Regions from separate parts of the Triticum aestivum genome. Here region 1 is linked to region 2. The links are chromatin contacts, called in public Hi-C maps. All regions are on one chromosome and are shown on one strand. The core of a region is the stretch at or near the end of the contact, and the rest is flanking DNA. Distances in the headings are between cores, read along the strand shown.

Evidence for each region. Hi-C and Micro-C count contacts between places; a contact is called where the count stands out from the background.
Region 1: a Hi-C map of leaf shows a contact between it and region 2, with 5 times the contacts expected there. The contact joins the promoter of LOC123119464 here to the promoter of LOC123119463 in region 2. A contact is called at or near these places in 4 of 5 Hi-C or Micro-C datasets (leaf and an unstated tissue).

What each region holds. Positions count from the first base shown.
Region 1 is chr5D:61,606,851-61,612,742 of IWGSC CS RefSeq v2.1, reverse strand. LOC123119464 (serine/threonine-protein kinase Nek2) reads right to left here and starts at 3,263. Exons shown (of 15, transcript XM_044539269.1): 1 at 2,921-3,263; 2 at 2,029-2,170; 3 at 1,869-1,935; 4 at 1,508-1,573; 5 at 1,353-1,399; 6 at 1,227-1,272; 7 at 1,063-1,143; 8 at 921-963; 9 at 779-828; 10 at 619-700; 11 at 482-531; 12 at 134-207; 13 at 1-43. The coding sequence starts at 2,114.
Region 2 is chr5D:61,258,330-61,263,525 of IWGSC CS RefSeq v2.1, reverse strand. LOC123119463 (RNA polymerase II-associated protein 3) reads right to left here and starts at 3,874. Exons shown (of 8, transcript XM_044539268.1): 1 at 3,630-3,874; 2 at 1,596-1,689; 3 at 1,457-1,507; 4 at 669-842; 5 at 153-332. The coding sequence starts at 3,769.

The DNA.
Region 1 (5,892 bases), core at 2,014-4,513, 350 kb before region 2:
GTGCTCTGGGCTTTTACGCAGCATGCTCTTAATAAGTCCCCGACTGCATGAAGGAAGTAAAAGTTAAGCATGCTCCATTCGGGTAAGATGACAAGCAAAATTGAGTGAGAAACAAAAAAGCTTGCTAACTTACAATGGACCAGAATATTTGGTAGGCAATGGTGATACTATTGACTTCGTGATCTTGTTAATCAAAGCTTGCATGTCCTGCCATTAATTAATGACAACCAAACCCTCATTAATTTCTGGGGCCTTACATGGTTAGTACAATGTGAGCCTAGTAATTAGTACAATGCAGGTTTACTAATAATAGAACATAAACATCCTAGACGTGTCAAATAATCTAACTTAAAGAGCATAAAGTGCTCAGCAGGTAAACAATAATGTTACTTGTAGTTTTGAAGTTTGACCAACAATTTGCAATAATCTATAAACTAATTACATCCATGGGCACAAAAAAGAAGGCAATGTAGAGACTTACGAAAGCTTTAAAGGCAGGCCTGAGAGCAGTCATTTCGTAAATACAACATCCTGAAACAGAAAAATATATAAGTATGGAATCACAAGTTTTCTGTCTAGGTTCAGGAAAGTGATTTATCGCATAGAAGTGATACATACCTAGAGACCAAATATCAGACTTGCTACCATATGGTATATCAGCAAGAAGTTCTGGGCACATATAACTTGGCGTTCCTACCACCTAGGTTCAGAGCAATATAGTACTAAGTACACCATCGAATATGCATAAGAAAGACAAAAGGATATTTTGATCACTTACGGAAGATGCCAGATCATCAGATGTCAATATTTTTGCAAGCCCAAAGTCACCTGCATGTTATTAAATTTGGAATCACATCATTACCAGGATTACATAACTCATACATAAAGTATTGCACTTTTTCTGGGACTAAGCTACGTACCGAGTCTTATAGTTTGGTCCCTGGCAATGAAAATATTGGAGCACTGAAACAAATTAGCAGCTTCAGTACACATTATTATCACGCCTTACAAATATAAGTACCATCATATGCTCCAATTGAAGCACTGTCAGTTGTCACTGACCTTGACATCACGGTGAAGAATGTGGTTTGTGTGCAAGTAATCAAGAGCCATAAGGAGCTGCACAAGCCACTTGCAAAGCTTCTGCAAAATGAGAACAGTTAAAAGTGTGTTCCACGACAAAACAACTTAAAGATGCCAAAATAAAAGCAAGGCAAGAACTGCACCTCCTCAGAGAAATATGTACCATTAGCTCTTTTAATAGCTTCAGACCTGGACCAATACATATTGTGTTAACTACAGGGACTAAAGTTTGTGAAAAACTATTTAAAGGACATCACAGGGTAACATACATGTCTCCTCCCTGACAATAACCAATAACAATGCAGACATAGCAACCCTGAAATTTCAAGTAAACAGAATGAGCATAATACACATATTAAGTAAAATTGAAACAATTTCGCCTTCCTGCTTGCCAGTTTAACCCTTTTTTTGTCCTTTTACCTACCTTCTCTACCCAAGAATCTTTGTACTCCACGATGAACGGATTTCTCACAGTTGCAATAAGCTGCATCTGCATGAAGAACATTTCCGCACAATTCAGTGAAAGGAAAGCACGACACAAGACAACATATCTTGCAAGTTCAACGATTCAGATCAATTCATCACTAGCCAGCTAAACTCAATAGCACCATCAGGTGGTAATTTATTTACATAACCATATCTGCACCACATCTACTTATAGTTTGTACCAAAAATGACATCAATAAGCTGGTATTGATGAACAAAAGGTTTTCCCTTCAAATCATAACTAGGCACCAAAAAATGAACAAGTATAGCTTGGGAAGATGAAGCAGAAGAAGCTTTACCTCCTGGTGGGCAGACCGGCGAGTGCGGTCCGTCTGTCGGGCAAGCCGGATCTTCTTCAGCACATACCTGCACCATATATACTCAGAGCATCAAAATGACTGAAACAAAACTGGTCCCAAAAGGCGAGTGAAGGGGGGTGCTAGTCATAGTCAGCCTCACTTCTTCTTCTCCACCTTGTGCCTCACCAACAGAGCAGAGCCGAATGCTCCTTTCCCAATCTGCTCCAATACCTCATACTGATCCATCCTTGCTGAGTCTGCTGCAGCCCGCACACAGCAGGATATGCTCTTTTCAAACTATCCTGGGGGTTAAAAAAGAACGAAAACAAATCAGTACTTCTGTCAAGCAATGGTGAAGAATAAGTGCATTGAAGTACCAAACAACTCCACACACGCACAAAATAATGTTCAGAGTGAAAAAAGGTAGTATTGTCCAGAGAAAAGAAATCAAAATGGATGGCAAAGTTGCCAATACTCCAAGAGATATATCTTGGGGCTGAGGGGGAAGAGAAGACCAAAAGCGTGAGCTCACATGAAAACACAAGAAAAGACAAGTGGTCCGTAATTACGGATGCAAAAGCAAAGCACTCGGTGACAAAACCTGCCGACAGCCCCACTAAACTGTTCTGAAAAAAGAAAAGAAAGAGGAAACGGTGGAGCTCTGGGCCGAAATGTCAAATCGAAACTCAAGGAGCAAATCAGAATTCAAGACGCAGGGGGAGAAAAATAATCAAGCCCGGGTCCAAGCGCCACCAACTCCGAATCAAAGCCACCCCAATGATTTGTTTTCCTTTTACAATCAACGAACGAATCCCAAATGCCAACTCCATGAGCGCATCAAAATGGATGCGAAATGGCGGCGCGCAGCGCGGCTCTCGATCCAACCCAAGGAAGCAAGAACACAGCTCCGAACCCAAAAAAGCAGAGGGGGGGAAACGGAAGAACAATCCAATCTAATCCGAGCTCGGAGGCTGAAATGCCAGCTCCAAGAACCCCGCCACGGCCGGCGCAAAGGCCGGCGGACGGGAGGGGGCAGGGCGCGGTGGACTTACGGGGTCACGCGCGCAGATCTCGCCGCATTTGATCGGGGACGGAGGCGGGGGGAGCGGCCGCGATTTGAAGGGGCGGCGGCGGGGAGAAGGAGAGAGAAAGATGGGGGTTTTGGCTTGGGGTGGGTTCAACTTCAAACTCGGCGAGAGCCCCGCCCGCCCGCTCGCTGCCGCTTTCCAATCCCCCAAAGCTTATATAGCCCAAAGGTAAAGGGAGGAGGAGGAGGAGAGCTAGGGGAGAAGCCTCCCCGAGGAGAGAGAAAAAGAACAGGGCTAGAGAGAGAGAGGGAGGGGTGTGTGAACTGGGAAGGCGATGGCAGTGAAGAAGAAAATGTGATGACTGATGAGAGAGAGGGTGGGGGGGGGGGGGGCTCCTGGTATGGTCAACTTGGGTGTATTTTTTAATTTTTTTGGAGGGTGTATTTTTTAGTTTCTTGGATTGCATCCATGATATGATGAGAAACAAAAAGGAGCCATTAGTGTGAGTGCTTGTGGGCTGATGGCATCTTTGCTACTCCATGATAGTAATGCGACATTCAAAAAGCATTTTAGAGCAAAGTTTCCAAACAAAATTTTACTACTACACAATTTCAAGAAAGTCATAGACTCCCTCCGTCTCAAAATAAGTTAGTACAAAATTAAATCACTTATCTAAAGTTATACAAAGTTGAGTCATTTATTTTAGGATGAAGGGATATTTGAAAAAGCATACAAGTATTCACATCCGATTCTTGTACGATACTAATCTAAACCGAACTGGTTGAGAAAATGGAACGATCATGTGGTGCAGATGGTTCGTGCGTACATGTATTGTATTGAAACCATCGTATGCACAACATCTCTATATTTACAATCAGATGGAGTACTACTTAGCTAGCTGTGGAGCAGTTTGCATCGACTCAGCATATCTTTCATGGTAGTAGTATTTTCTTGGAAGATATGCACAAATCTACAACCATTTTTAATGACACTAGGGTGTATAGGGTCGGGGCACACACTACAGGAAAAGCATTTCTTATGAAAAGGACATAATTTGAAGAGGGACTTACCATGGTTATCTATTGGGTAACCAGCAATCACTGATTGATTATTATGCTGCAATTGTCTCTATATTATCTACTCCCTTCGTTCCATATTATAAGATGTTTTTGCAAGCTTTTTCAGCATCTTATATTGTGGGACGGAGGGAGTAATCAAACCGTAAAAAAATATAAGGATAAACATGACTAGATATAATTAAAAAAAAAGACAGAAATAAAGAATTCTACTCCCTCAATTCGTCAACAGATGACATTTATGCATTGACATAGTCCCCAATATGCATCTTCGAAACTACTCTATGCACGAGAGTCCTCGCACGACCCTTACACGACCACTGATCCAAAGGTGATAATCCACCCATCAGGCTTGATCAAAGGCTGAGCTCGCTGATCGTGCGTAAATCGTCCAAAGAGTGTCGTGTGTGTAGCACTTCTCTATGCATCTTTGATCATTAATTTGTAGGCGTTTGAAAACATGTTTTATGACAAATCTAATGATGTTGCTTTATTTTACGAATAAAAGTAGTTTTGTGTCAAAGTTTAAATTTTTTAACTATACAATTTCTGGAAAGCCATCTATTTACATACACATGTGATTCTACTATTTAGCTAGACGTGGAGCAGTTTGCTCGACCCGCATTTCTTTCATATTTTCTTAGAAGATGCCAACTACAACCATTTTTAATGACATTAGGATGTGTAAGGTTGGGGCTCACACCGTTGAAGAATCCTTTTTTTATGCAGCCAATACTACTAACACAACTTGCACTATTGTACAATTTGTCCGCAACATCTTTATAACCCACACAGATTTACAAGAATAATGGACCAATCGAAATGACTTCATTTTTAATAAGAGGAACTTAACTGGAAGGGTTATCTGTAGGGCAACTAGCAAGTCTTACTCTTCTAACTATATTCTAATTTCTAATCATGGATTTGATGGATTTGCTAGCTCCAATTGATTGAGCACTAGTCACTCTTAGCTTTCTTCTGCTTTTCTAAAAAATATTGTATAAATATATGTATCACAAGCCTTCGTAAAAAAATAGCATCGAGGCAATTGGATGCAGCCTTCATTGGCGTCTTGAGAATTCAACTTCAAATTGAACCAATAATGGACTCGGGATATGTGGATGGCGTGACAGAAAGGTCATGAAAGAATGTCAGTTCCAATGGAATCATCTGATTGATGAAAAGAAAATGTTCAAAGCCCCTTCAGGTTGCAAAAATAAACAAATAAATGTAGAATGAAGAACACTAGAATTTAACATTTAGTTTTCACTACAAAAGGTTTTGTTAGACTTTTACCGGCCCATCCATCTCAGTCTCTGTGTATGAATACGCAAAGAACTACAATAACCATCACCCAATAGAAATATCGTTTATAAACACAAATAAGGAAAAAAATAGGGTGTAGCGTGTTAGAATAAATGGGCTTGGCCATGAAGATTTTCTGAAATTCCTAATGTAAATCTCAAAGGCCCATGTATAAATGGCAAGTGAAGGTGCAATCTTCTGTCCCACCCTGAAAGTAAAGGAGACGTGAGACCAACATAAATATTATAGTCTCCCCACTACACTAAGTGATGAGTATGAGGAGAGAAAGAGAACGCCACACGCACGTGACCGTTTTTTCCTGGTCTGGCTGGAGTGAAGGGCGTGGGCATGTGACAAAATTCGGTTTGTAACCTTGGGAGTGCGCCTTCATTTTGTCATTTTATTTTTTTGGTTTCTTGGCACACAGGTTGATTGTTTTCTTGTCCAGTAAGTTTCAACTTGAAAAACCAAGTCTGTTTGAGATCATGATCGCGACACGATGCCGCTTGGGTTCTCCTTTATAAATATGACTTGCAGGCCACAACCAAAAATACACTGAATCAAGCCATGGTTTGCCTCCTCTCACTACTTGCATCGTCATCCTAGATTACTCCA
Region 2 (5,196 bases), core at 2,625-5,124:
ATTTGGGATATAAGTTATAATGGTAAAGAAACAAATAGATATCTCAAATAAAACCAGATCCTTTGTACTATAAAACTTAAGGATTTTCCATTGCTTATGCACCGTATAAGTTTGAGAAGCAGCAAACAAAGAGTCCTGAAGCAGCATAATACCTTCTCAATGTTAACCACTGGGGCATATTTTTCAGTGTCAGTCTTCTGATCATCAAGAAGAAAATTGACCTTAGCATCCACCTTTCCTGTGTCATGCCAAACCTTTATCGCTGATTCAATCACACTGATAACAAATGAGAATATATTTTGTCCCATTTCTCCATCTCCATACTTTGTAACCTGCAATAGAAATACATAAATCATGAAACATACATGACAGGCCATGTTTTGTCTACAACAGATGTCAATATCTTCTGTAATTTATGCAACAATCAAACTCATAACATTAAATTTTTATGCAGGTGATATAATCTACAACGTGCATCTGTATACATATTTGAATTTTGAGAAGAGTATTCAAGTGCATCTGAATTGGAATGCTAGAAGTGTAAAAACATGAAATTAAATAAAAAGAAATTGAAAAAACTATTCATGGACTGCCTTGCTGATAAAACTTCTTGGTTCCTGTTTCCGCACTTTTATGAGGGTAGCAATGGCTGCAATAAAAAAACTCACCAGCTCCTTTTTCAATGACTGCAAGTTCTTCCCGATGTCAATATTGGAACGCAGGTTCTCCACATCAACAGCTCGCTTCTGTTCCCTTGCTAACTGAGTAAGCCTCTTGATCTTTCTCGCGACTTCTGTATTTTGTGGATTGTGCTGCAAAGCTATTTGAAAAGCAGATATTGCCTGCACGAGAACATAACGTAACATAATCTTAGTTATGAATTTAACACTGGTTCATCTCAATACATATACAGTTTGAGCAGATACTTTCCAGATTTCGGTCAGATAAAGGAGAACATGGGCCATAGTTAAACAATTTGTCCACAAAAAACAGGCTTCGTAAATGGATGCATGCAAACAGCAACAATAAAGGAATGCCATTGTATGGTTCATATAAAACCTCAACACAAAATAATCACATTCAAGAACAAGATGCATCTTATATTTTTTGGAACAATAGCAAGTATAACGTAATATAGTGAAATAGACAACATTTTCAAAAAGCTTAAGACCTTGGTTCACCCATTATTTATCAATTTCACCACAAAGGGTATCAACTGAGTAGTCATCTGATCTACATCCTCAGATCTTTATTTTTCATACTTGCAATCAATAGAAACACTACTTAAAGCACGAATTTTTTAATGTGATTGTTTCTCAACTTGCTACAACATAGTTGACATGGACACTTGGTCAAAGTGTACACTTTGCGGAACGTTAAGGAAAAAGAGAGGGTGTGACCAAATCCCTCTCCCCCGTCGATCAAAAGTAGCAAGTCATTTGCCTTTTACTCTAACCTCCTCATACTGCTCCATGGCCTCCAAAACACATCCTTTCCTGAAATAACCCTGTATTGTGGAAGAAGTTAGGCTGTAAAGCCTGATAGCAAAATAAATGACAGTAGGTGAAGCAGAGTGCGATTTGGCATTTCTATACCTTCTCCCATTCTGGTTTCAGTTTTATTGTCGTCTCAGCATCAGCAAGTGCCTTATTAAGCTTAACCAGCTGCAGAAATGCAGCAGCTCGGTTGCTGGCAGTGATTTAAATAAAAAAGATATCAGAAGTTTCCAAAAAGTTTATTTCAATAAAATCAATACATCACAACTCTCCAACTTAATGCCTGCTTTTTACTACTTGAAAGTTGGCTTGGCTCTCAGACCTTTTTCTTTTTCTTTTGAGATTTCAGACCAATTAATTTGACACCTGCTTAGCGGCATAGATACCCTCCAGTTGCCGTTGCCAAATTTTGTCAGCTTTAAGAAGACAACACAATCATTCTTAACTCTGTTTTTGGCTAGCAAATAAGGCCTCCCAAATCGTTTGATTATTGTAAGCCTAGAAAAACATTGTCAATAATAGATTCCAACTTAACTTCTCAAATAGAATTTACCGAATGATTTGTTTAGAACACATTGCATAATTGATTGCTTCCTTAATCTATATACGCAATAACAGATCCTCCTCGCTTCCCTCTATGTAGTTCCATTGCCTGCCCCTCATGATTGGATGGTTTAGGATTCAGTATCTCTACCTGACGTCTGGGAGAATATCTGGCGCACCAGGTGACCCAGTCCCGGTTGGCATCCTTTAAAGTTTCAAAATTTTCTGAAAACTATATACATGACACAGATAATATTGATACCTAACATGTCACAAAATTTCAAATCAACATTCATAACACAGGTCAAGATTTCCTTTTGACAAATTTAACTCTGAATAGTACCTAATGTAAGGCTGTAAAAATGGCCTATTATCAATATTGGTACCAAATTTATTAGTTTTGTTTTCTGAGTTATGTTGTGAATTTCTGTCAATAATAGATCCCAACTTAACTTCTCAAACAGAATACCGAATGATTTGTCTAGCACACATCACATGACATGATTGATTGCTTCCTTAATCTATATGCAATATCAGATCCTCCTCATTTCTTTCAATGCAGTTTCATTGCCCGCCCCTCGTGATTGGATGGTTTAGGATTCAGTCTCTCGCCTAAGGGCTGAGGTGCTGACTGCCTAAACCAGTTAGTAGGGTTGCTTAACTTTCTTCCACACTCATTCTCACCGATCATCATGTGCCTCATATAGTCATATTGCAATCTATGTCAAACAGGCAAAGTGTGGGTTTATGATAGAATCAACAGCACTGATTCCACAACAACAACAGCATGTAAGGTATAACCTAATCATAACCGGCTATGCGAAGTAAGGACTCTTAGAATGCTTATACATTACAACTGAAGAAGTCACATCTTCTTGCTTGGAGCAAAAGGTGCTGGGAATAGAAGGTTTCCCTACATTTGTGAATATTAGTTGCATCCAGAAGTAAATCCTCCCAAGGCAATGATAGAAAGAATATTTTCTCAGCCTTGACTTGTATAACAGGTACTTTGGAAATGGTTTGTCTTGTAACCTGCAGCAGGGTAGAGCACAGCAAACACTGTGCATCGATGGGCTATATCGCAGGAATATGAATAATCGCTAAGATCGGATTATTGGAAGCATACAAGCTAATTTCCATTGACATCGAAACAACCACACGGAAGGCTTATTAGCTGTTAATGTAGTTTCAACACCAATACAGCTATTTAAGTCCAAAGCTCCAGAACTTAGGCCTCCTTTGATCCATAGGATACGAATAGGAAAACCATATGAAATGAGATGGCATATGTCTCAATTCCTGTAGGAAAAAGATGTCATTTGGTCATACTTCATAGGATGGAATTGCAATGCTCGCAGGCGGCAACACGGCGACACACAAATCAAACCTCAGGGCACATCGATCCCAAAGCCTAAATCCACAACACCGCAACATATGTGCTAACGCCGCGCATTTCCTCATCCCAGCTGACCAGCTGACCAAACAAGCGCACGCACGATCTCAACTCATCCCCGCCCGAGGAGATCGATCAGAGCAGTAGGGTTTCGCGCACTGAACGAGCGGAGATGGGAAGGGAGGGAGAGGGGGCACCTGTAGAGGGTGGGGTTGTCGGAGTCGAGCTTGATGGCCTGCGTGTAGAGCGCGGCGGCCTTGAGGTAGTTCCCCGACTTGAACTGCTCGTTCCCCTGGTCCTTGAGCTCCGCCGCCCGTCCACCGCCTCCGTCCGCCATCGCCGCCGCCGCCGCCGCCGAGAGTTACAGGGGTTAGGGTTTTGGGGTCGCGAGCTCCTCGTCTTCTTTCAGTTTTTGTCCTCCTTTTTTTTTCCTCGGCCAAGAAAGCACGTGTCTAGTTTTGCCTCTCTTTTTTTTTCATTTTCTAACACATACACACCCATACATCGAAAGTGTGCACTGGATAGCAAGTAGCCATGGAGTTTAAATTCTAAAAAAAACATGGAGCTGCAAATTTTGAACTGGATTCAGATTGCAAGCTTCTTTTATATTACTCCATTCGTTCAAACTTACAAGAAGTATTTGGTTTATCGAGTTCAGTCTTGACTACAAAGTATTGATACGACTCGGAACATTGCGTATCGTCAACATCGCTGCCGCACAAGTCACAAGATAGCAACCGGCATCGCCTGCCGATATCCTGCTAACCACAATTCCATTACACAGGGAATTCATAAAAGGAATGAAGGTCTTCCAAAGCGACGTCCCAAGAAGGTGACGAGGTGGGACAAGATGCCCATCGTCCAATCCAAAGAGTTGGATCATAGGGTTTCACCTGCAAACCACGAGGCCGGTTCTCGAGAGGTATTGGGGCTCCACAGTGATGCATGTCACCCGAAGGGGAGACCATCATCGCGCTTCTATCCTTGGCACCTTTACAGGGTAAGGTAGAACAACTCTTCTAGCACCTTGCCCCCCCCCCCCCCCAAACAACCCCAAGAAAACCACCACCCTGGCATGGAGTGTCCAAGTTTTCATGGGCTAGCCCCCCCCCCCCCCCCCCCTCGTTTGGGAATGATGGGGATGCCGTCAGCGTGTCTCCTATTGTCGACAGCCAACAGCGAACGCTGCAGGGATTTGTCGCCCCAGGGACGAATCAAATGGTTTAGAACTTGAGATCCTAGGCCAAGCTACCGACAGACCAAGGCAACAAATGTGCGAAATTTGTTTTTTCATGTGTTGTTCTTTACACAAAGTTTCTTAGCTACTATTTGCCTACCCGCCGTGAGTAAAACGGGTTGCTTGTGATAAGATTCTTAGCTATTTGCCTGCCTGCCGTGAGTGAAACGGATTGTTTGTGATGAGACAAGCAAGTCGGCCGTCAATCTAATTTGTTGTAGTGTTGGTAGTTATGATTATTGCTATTCGCTCCGATCTATATTAATTATCACTGATTTCATACTTATTTCTATGCACTATGTACGCAAGGGAATAATGTGCTCTCTTGCTTATGCTCTTCTGAGATTTTGTTATCCCCCTGAGTCAAACAACGCCAAGCACTTTCACCAGATCATTCGTCGTCTTCTCTGTTTCAAGATCCTTCCAAATCCAACAATCCGTATTCACCAACTTTTTTTTTCTCAGAGAAGAAACAATGACTTGGCATGAGCCATGAGTCAAGGCCAGTTTCGAAACAATGACTTGGC